2 separate regions of the Zea mays genome follow, and region 1 is linked to region 2. The links are chromatin contacts, called in public Hi-C maps. All regions are on one chromosome and are shown on one strand. Each heading gives the region's core, a stretch centred on a gene start, on an enhancer-like site or on the middle of the called end of the contact. The rest is flanking DNA. Distances are from core to core; before and after follow the strand shown. Region 1 holds the start of LOC100283186 (C-Myc-binding protein). Region 2 holds the start of LOC100501715.

Region 1 (4,868 bases), core at 778-3,277, 360 kb after region 2:
ATATGCTACCCCCTTGGTCTGATCATCCCATACTTCTCTACCTCTTTGGCAGATGCAGGATGATCCAAACACTGGAGCAAATTCTCGCTGTGTCCCTTTCTGATGAGCAACCAAAGCTGACACCATGGGTACCTTGCTCTCATCTCTCCACTTTTTATTTCGTAATTTGCTGTCACTAGTGGACTTCACACTTTTTTCCCCCTCGCTGCAGCCATTGGCGCATTCACTTGAAGACCTCGAAATGGTCAGCCAGCAGGTCTCCGCTTCCGTTAGTGAGGTGACACTAGCTCGAGACGAAAAGGCCGAGGTACTCTTTAACATTTGGCCATTTGGCGTTTGCACAATCTTGGGTTCAGAACACTTCACGCCTTTCCTTGAGTTGGCTTAAAGTTGCTGTCTATCTATATTTACGAATTTTTCTGCAGAAGCTGAAACAGCCTTCACGCAACGCGCAGCAGGAAAGGCAGGTGTTCTCAGATTTCTTCTGCCACCCGGAACGACTCGAGAATCGAGTGGAAGAGCTGCTCTCCCGCTTTAGAGCTCTCCCTGAGTAGTACCGTCCATTTCATTTGCCAAGATGGGTGGAGGAACCCTTGGCCCTCCGATTTTCAAACGGGCATCGTGTCTCATTGCCTATTCGTTTCTTTTTCTCGTGTCTGGACGACTGGAAGTGCAGTTTTTTGCATATATATATTCAAAAGCACGCGGCACAGTTTTTTTTTTGACTAAGATAAGACATCGTCTGTGGTTTACCCGGCCCGGCGTGTTCAGTTGATAAAAGGAAGTGTATCAGTTGATAAAAGCGTAATTCGTTCAAATAGTTTACTCAAATCTTTGAAGTATTGTTTGTCGCCAAAATGAGAGAGCGCTTAAAAAGAGAAGTAGCACGCCCTATAGACTATACTATAGTGGGAGGATCAATCACCTGCTTGTTTTAAAAAGATAAAGCCTGCTATTTGAATAGTTAGTTTTCTTATGTCTTAGAACGGTTGGAGTAAGACGAGGACAAACTATTAGGGCTGGTTTGGTGTACGGTGAAATGGAGATCTATTAAGATGAATCTTCTTGCTATTCTATTAAGAAATTCCTTTACTATTTAAAATTGAATAGCTTGAGAATTTCTTCTCCATGAATACTTTCTATTTCTCTGTCCATTAAACCAGTCCTTAGAGACCTGATCTTCCATGTTAACAAAACGTGTTGGAGATGCTCTCAGGTCTACAGTACTAGTAGAAAACTGAAACATCCAAACGGGTCTTAAATTACTGTTTTGCTATGTGATTGAAATATCGAGTGGGGATTACAAGAAATAGTAATAAACTTTAATATACAGTAGGAACTACTCTAAGCATAAGATATAGCTAAGACACATATAGTCATGTATAAAATTTGTTTTTACTATATTTGTTGTCACAGCTAGAATATTCAATAAATTTAATGCACTAATTAGCTATATCTTTTGTCTCGAGCTAAGAGATGTGTCTTTATCAAAAAAACATACGGTCTGATTGGTTGCCTGCTACTCGTCAACCTGGTTCTGCGTATGCGTTGACCATGCCGCAACTTTTGATTGGATGCTTGTATTAGAATGGTTGAGCCTGCATGTGTGGGTGTATCTTATACCAAATCAAATTCTTTTGGTTGCATGCGCATGAACGCAGAAAAATGGAGTTTGGGACAAACAGGGGCGCACGCGCCATGCATTAGTTGAGATAGTGGTCAGTGGTGGATTCAGAAATAGATCAAATGAGTCCGAACTATGGGTTCTGAACTATATATTGAGGAGGCTAGAGATAGCCGTAATGTGAATGAAGGGAGCCACCATAAAGAGGATACGTGAATTACAAACGTGTGTCTTACATGTCGGTAGCCTGCAGCATGCTATTATGCCTTTGTATCCTGTAAACATGGATCTCCTTCATATGACTATGTTAAAATCAATACAAAATACTAAATGCTGCTTAGACTGCTAGACGGAGGCTATAATCTCACTGGCCGGTTCTGAACCTGCCCCTAAAAAGACACCTATTCTACATGCCGACACTTCGTCGAGGACATGAGCCAGCTACTTACTCGGCTTCGCGGCAGTACAGATCCGGCCGACACTTCGTCGTCAAGCTCTCGCCATTTGCAACTCCTTGCTCCGCCGACCTCGACGCAAACTACAACTTCTCGCTTGCGCCTGTCCAGGATCTGCTCTCGCCATGGTACCGCCCTCTTTCTCGGCCTCTGAAACCACCCCCTCTCTCCCCTGCCCCCTCCTGCATTTGCTGCCGTTCTTCGATGCAGGTTGCAGGGACGGACCCAAATAGGGGGCCGAACATTCCCTTAGAGTTCGCACGCTTGCTGATGCAGTGCAAGCCTGCAACCTGACGCAGAGGTGCGCTAGTGCCAGGTGCGGCGAGCCAGCAGGCCAAGGAAACCGCCCCAGGGGTCCAGGTCTCCTCACGGCGACGGGAGAGCGCGAGCCAATGTGGAGCGATTAGTTGGTCGCTGCTGCCAATTGTTCTGCATGCGGCTTGATTTCCTCTAGACTGTAGTAGTTTCACTTCCTCTTGAGTTTTAGGCCCAGGATAAACAAAGCTTTCCTTTTTCCCTGCAAACAAGTACTCCTAACCATTGGAATTGACAGCATGTAAGCTGTAGACAAAGCCCAACCTAACCCACGACTCTGCTTATTGCTTATTGCTTCGTGCTGCGTTCGCCTCCCAACGTGATGTTTATGACTTGGTTTACAGGACAGGGAAGCCAAGAAAGAAGCGTTCAGGAAGTATCTTGAATCCAGTGGCGTGCTCGATACCCTCACGAAAGGTTTGTGCTCCATCCGCTGTAGATCACTATGGTTATGTAACTGGCTAGTTACATCTTCATCTTCCCATGCAGCTCTTGTGGCGCTGTACGAGGAGAACGATAAGCCTTCATCTGCAGTCGAGTAAGTTGGCTCATGTAAAATCTACTAGCGACTGAGATTTCCTTTTCCGTATTTCGTTCACGAAATGGCGATCTTGGTTCAGTGGCCCCTAAGCATTTCTCCTGTGGCTTCTAACATGTTTGTATCCCCATAGATTTGTTCAGCAGAAGCTGGGTGGCCCGTCAATCTCTGACTATGAAAAGCTCAAGGCAGAGAAGCTGGACTTGCAATTGAAGTATGATAAGCTTTTAGAGACCCACAAGGAAACATGCAGACAGGTATGCGATGTTACTGTGTTGGCACTGTACACTACTCTGTCTATTTACACGGCACACTTAATGTTCAGTAGCATTTGGTGTTACAACTTTCACCAAATTTGCGTACGTGGATATAGATACTCCACAGAAATGTCATGTATGATTAAGAAGGGTTAGTTGTTATTGTCTTAAAGCTTACTGCTTGTTTGAAGTAATTCTGCTTATTTGATGATGAAACTCCTGCACTCCAATAATGTACTCATAGCAACAATTCTGTCTTTAACTTAAGTGCGGGATGTTCTGAATTCCACTAGACTGCATAATGTTCAGCTGACCCAATTGGATGTTTTTGGATGTAGAAATACCAATATACATTTAAAAAACAAACTCATTTTCATCACACTGTGATCTGGCAAAAGTGTTCTGTCATGCAAGGCCAGGTTTTTCTCCTCAAGTCATCATTCTTGTGTTTTGGTTCTATGCATAAAAATTTTAGTTAGATTGAGAGGTAGGTTGCGGCAAGGAGTGATGGCATTTCTGAACCAGTTTATCCTGTGGATTTCTAAGTTCTAGTTAACTTATTTGTGTTGTTTCCTCATATGTCTGTTAGCATTCTAGACTTGCAAAGCCCTATGTTTTTTTTGGGGGGGTGGGGGGCTTGTATGTTCTGAACACAAGATGACATTCATCTGGTGTTCTGTAAATTTCAGTTATGATATCACAATTTTGTTGTGAATACCAAGCAGAATTCACATATGATTTCAACAAAAGTGAATATGGCATGGATCAGTTGTTGATGTCTATCTCATTTTGCAGCTGGAGGAACTTAAGAATATGAAGTACGGTGCACCCTGGAACTGAAATAACGTGTGTTGACATTGTAAATGTATCATGAAGCATGTACTTTTTACACCTCTCTGAAGCATTGCTAAGCTCTTTATACAATGGAAACATCTCTCATGTATCTGATTTTAGCCATCTGGATCCCTTTTGGATTATGAAGACACCCAACTCACTGTAGGTCCCAGGTATCAGATATCACCAATGCAGGATAAAGGATGTGACAACTATCATAGTTGAACCATGAGCAATTGTTTAACCAGTAATACAGTATCGACAAAGAGTGTGGTCTATTGACTTGAGACTTCTCTTGGCATGGCTTGTAAGCAGATTTTAGTAGATTTCAGTGGAAGAGATATGGCGTGCAACGATACGTGTCAAGATCGTTGGGAAATTTCGAATAAAAACATGCTCAAAGAAATGTTATCTGTGAGCAATGCTAAAGGGTGATGGTCGGATTAACCGTTCGTCGATAGAAATATTTTTTATGATACAAGGCAAAGTTCTAGGATAAAAAAACAATGATCTACTTTCTACAGGGAAAATGTTCTAGATTCAAGACAACTGTCCAGATTTAGGAAAAATAAAATTATACTCAATAATATTTTACAATATATGTCTATTAGTCTATACCATTATATAATCTACCAGTTTATCATTGTTGGAGACTTGTCCTTAAATGCTATGAATTAAGAACAATGCAACACAGAAATCGTTAAACGTTAAAGTCTTTCGTCCTTCTAAACATTATTCCCCTTAGAATATAATGAGTTTCGGACGAAGGTCATGAAGGACATACCTTCATCAGTATAATAAATAATAAAAAGGGCATTCGCATAAAATATGAGAAATGTCATAAA
Region 2 (4,540 bases), core at 588-3,087:
TTAAAACAAATTTAATAAAACAAATAAAAGATAAGACAAATAAATTTGACCTAAAGTAAACTTAATATTTGTATTAAGTTACTAGAGCTATGTAATGACTACCTTGTTTACAAATCATTTTGTTAGAAAAAAAAAGAGTATAATCAGCTCTATATAAAGTTCGTAAGTTCAGTTCATTATCTAATGTTCATAACAAAAATAAAATTACATCACATGCTCTAATTCAAAGCTACAAAAAACATCTAACTAACATTATCTCTAGCTTTGTGTTCTTTATCAAGTACATGAAAGTGTGGAATGAAATGTGATTTTAATAAATACTAGTGGTTGCCGTGCGTTGCGACGGCTTACAACAATACCCACGTAAACTATCCACCAAAAAAATTAAGATTTTTTATTTATTGTCTCCGCTCTCCGTATAATTTTTTTGATTTGGTTAACTGATGTTATTGTTTACTCCATGCAATATGTCTTGGTACAACACGATAAATGAAGTGAGCGATTAGAAGAGAGTTCACAACGACTGACTGAACGGACAAAAAATATAAAATAATATAATTCCACCATACAGAGACCAACTAAGAAAAGTTTGTGAGCTCAAGTTTCTAAAATAAGTCGCATGAACACAAACTTATAAAAAGATAGATCAAAATATGGAGTGATTGCTAAAGTCAGACATCAATAAAAACTGGATGCACTCTATATAAATTATGCTAATTCGTAGCAATTACTAACATTTAAACCAACAAATAATTTTTCATTTTACTGTTAGTGTGACAAATCATTGTTGCTCCATCCAGTAACCTCAAACACCATAGAGTCCATTGCGCCAATGTGATCTTAGAAACGACCTAATGCTTGCAAGAGTTTGCAAGAGTCAAGAACGTAGTCCGTGCTTGGGTTGTAACCTCGGTCCGTAGTGCTGGTCTGGCCCGACACGATTATATATTTTTATTTTACAAAAAAAGTATATACATATATACAATTTATATTTAATATTAAAAACATCTGAGCATGATGTTCTACTGGTTAGACAGCTTCATCCAATGTCTCTTGCCATTCTTCCATTATAGGGCATGGGTTCGAAATCAAATGTGCCGACGTTAGCCCGACATAGTCAGTAGGCCGGCATGACATGCTTGGGCCAGAGTTGTGGCCTGCGGGCGTCTGGCCCGTGTCGGGCCGTCGTTTGGCCATCTATAGGCGTGCAGCGGATTAATTTGGAATAGATGTGAGGGGTTATTTGTAAAAAAATTATACAGGACGACCGTTGAAACTGATGTTTTAAATATAGTATAGTCATACAACAGATTAATTTGAAATGCAGCAGATTAATTTGAAATAGCTGTGAGGTGTTATTTGTAAAAAATGACGCGTGACGACTGTTGAAACTGGTGTTTTAAATATAGTATAGATATATGGGCCATTTCGTGTCTGCCTTAAACAGGTCGTGCTCGTGCCCGCCCATAGGCCGTGACCTCGGTCCAAACCCGGCCCGGCACTAAACTATTTCGTGCCTGAACCGTGACACGACACAAATGTACACCTATAAGGCTGATTTGGTGATCGAGGATCCCGAAAGGAAAAAAATCCTCTTGCTATTTAAAATTGAATTAAAGAGGACTCATGGATCCTCTAGGCCTAGTTTGGGAGTCCAAATACCGGAGGGGATTGGTGTGGCTAAAATCCCCTCTTTATTCAAAATTATATAAGGAGGGAATTTTAGCCACTCCAATCCCCTCCGGTTTTGTGGCTCCCAAACTAGTCCATAGGGATTCCTAATCACCAAATCAGCCTATAGAGGACAAATTAATCCTAGTACCGAGGACGCCTCGAACAGCACCATACACGCATGACGCATGCACCTCGATTCCCAATTTCGCATACCCCCGATCTCCCGCTCGGCAAACATGGCGAGTGCACCTCGCTCGCCATCCCAGCTTCCTGCCGTTTCAAATCGTGCACGCCGCTGATTCACGGGACCACGGCTGGTGCGGAGGTGCATCACGCAACCATTGTGCCGCCCAGTTGCTCGCTGGCTGCGCTGTGCCGCGCCGTTCGGCCCATCCACTCCACCGCCGCTCCCACCACACAGGAGTACAAGCCTACAAGGCATGTGGCGAGGGGGCAGCTCTGGCCGCCGCACGTGCTAGGAGCTGGAGCGGATCATCCTAGAGCGGCACCGCTCCAGAAGCCTCAGCCGAGAGGACGCGCTCAACCTGTTCGATGAATTGCTTCCTCAGGCCAGACAGGCCTCGGTGCACGCCTTCACTACTGTCCTATAGGCCAGAGCGCCGCGTTCGCGGTGTCCCTTTTCAATACCATGGCCCGGTCCCGCGTCAATATGATGGCCACCAACGCTTGCGCCTTTGATATCCGCATCCGCTGCTTTTGCAATGTTGGGCGTTTGGACCTCGCTGATATCCTCATCCGCTGCTTCTGCAATGTTGGGCGTTTGGACCTCGCCTTCGCTGCCTTTGGCCTGTTCCTCAGGACAGGATGGAGGGTGCAGAACGTGGTCCTCAACCAGCTAATCAAGGGTCTCTGTGATGGCAAGAGGACTGGTGACGCGATGGATATGGTGTTCCGACGGATGCCGGAGCTTGGCTATACGCCTGATGTTTTCTCTTACAATGCTCTTATCAAGGGGCTCTGCGCCGAGAAGAAGAGTCAAGAGGCTCTTGAGCTGCTGCTTCACATGACGGCCAATGGCGGATACAACTGTTCTCCCGACGTGGTGTCATATAACATAGTCATTGATGGCCTCTTTAAAGAAGGTGAGGTCGACAAAGCTTACTTCCTGTTTCATGAAATGCCGGGCCAGGGGTTTCCACCTGATCTTGTGACATACAGCTCAGTCATTGATGGCCTGTGCAAGGCTCAAGCAATGGACAAGGCTGAAGCATCCCTACAACAGATGCTTTATAAAGGTGTTATGCCAAATACTAGGCCATATAACAGCTTGATCCATGGATATTGCTCTTTAGGACAGTTGGTAGAGGCAGTGAGACTACTCAAAAAGATGTCTGGAGGTGGTCTTCAACTGAATGTTGTCACTTACAATATGCTGATTGACTATTACTGCAAGATTGGAAGATGCGCAGAAGCTAGGAGTATCTTTGATTCAATGGTTCGGAGGGGTCAAAAACCCAATGCTACCACCTACTGCAGCTTGCTTCATGGGTACGCCACCAAAGGAGCTCTTGTTGATATGCATGATCTTCTTGATTTGATGATTCGAGACGGTATTCCAATTGAACATCGTGTCTTCAACATCTTGATTTATGCATACGCTAAACATGAAACAGTAGATAAGGCAATGGCTGTGTTTGCAGAGATGCGACAGAATGGTTTGAGGCCAAATTTAGTCAGCTAAAGCACGGTAATTGACATTCTTTGCAAGACAGGCAGGGTGGAGGATGATGTGTACCATTTCAATCAGATGCATGGTCAGTGAAGGGTTGTCTCCTGACATCGTATGTTTTACCTCACTAATACATGGTCTCTGTACCATTGGTGAATGGAAGAAGGTTGGGGACTGACTTTTGAAATGATCAATAGGGGCATCCATCCAATGCTGATTGCATATTCTTGAACACAATAACGGACAACCAATGCAAGGAAGTGTTGTGGAAGCACAGGATTTCTTTGATCTGGCTATACGCCCTGGTGTGAAACCAGATGTTATTTCATATAATATACTGATAAATGGATATTGCTTCCATGTGAAGGTGGATGAGTCCATTAAGCAACTTGATCATATGGTCTCCATTGGCTTGATGGCTACTTTAAGAATGGAAGGGTTGAAGATGCATTAGCTCTTTACAAATCAAGTGGAGAGCTATCTCACCTTGAAGGACTCTTAAGATAGCTGGCCAGCCTTGATGGAAATTCTTAAATTCAAATCGCCATCATATCTTGTACTTGTTTTTTTTTTGTGTGTGTGTGTGTCTTCACAAAAATCCTTAGACACTTTGGGCTGAAGGCTGGTAGAAAAGGTAGTGTAATCTTGGAACGATTTTGTAGAGATTGGGCCCGATTATCAGTGGCGCTGAAGAATCTTCGCTCCAGCAACCTTCACAGGCTTTAAATTGTCAGGGAGGCCATTCTTTTCTTGTGGTTGCAGTAGAAACAGTGGGTCATGGCATTATCTGCAAAGGAGAAGAACCATCCAACTGTACGTCATCCTAGCATCTTTTGCACCCAACTGTGTTATACTCCCTCCGTTTCTTTATAGTTGTCGCTGGATAGTTCAATTTTGCACTATCCAGCGATAACTAAAACGAAACGGAGGGAGTAGATATATAAGATATCACTTATGTCTGTCTAGTTTTTTTTTCTTCCTGCCGGTGCTCAATTATTTATGGCAACCTGGTCAAAGAGCTGCACAACCTATACTGACGACAGAAATTTTTTGTTTTTCTTCATGAGAAACAATCCAGCAACAAACTGAATAAATTAATTCCTCGCAACTTTTTTTGCGACAAATGAAAACCTCCAGAACATGCAGTTCCTTGCTGTAGTAGCTCATCGCCACAAA

Evidence for each region. A called contact is a pair of places that touch in the nucleus more often than the background predicts.
Region 1: a Hi-C map of ear shows a contact between it and region 2, with 2.5 times the contacts expected there. The contact joins the promoter of LOC100283186 here to the promoter of LOC100501715 in region 2. A contact is called at or near these places in 2 of 25 Hi-C or Micro-C datasets (ear and tassel).

What each region holds. Positions count from the first base shown.
Region 1 is chr7:12,035,615-12,040,482 of Zm-B73-REFERENCE-NAM-5.0, forward strand. It overlaps LOC100283186 (C-Myc-binding protein), which reads left to right and starts at 2,028. Exons shown (of 5, transcript NM_001156088.2): 1 at 2,028-2,207; 2 at 2,739-2,811; 3 at 2,884-2,932; 4 at 3,066-3,189; 5 at 3,985-4,407. The coding sequence starts at 2,205. The coding sequence ends at 4,029. It overlaps LOC103632036 (AUGMIN subunit 3), which reads left to right. Exons shown (of 18, transcript XM_008653893.2): 16 at 53-128; 17 at 212-307; 18 at 426-720. The coding sequence ends at 554.
Region 2 is chr7:11,674,176-11,678,715 of Zm-B73-REFERENCE-NAM-5.0, forward strand. It overlaps LOC100501715, which reads left to right and starts at 1,838. Exons shown (of 2, transcript NM_001196385.1): 1 at 1,838-3,245; 2 at 3,336-4,160. The coding sequence starts at 2,324. The coding sequence ends at 3,376.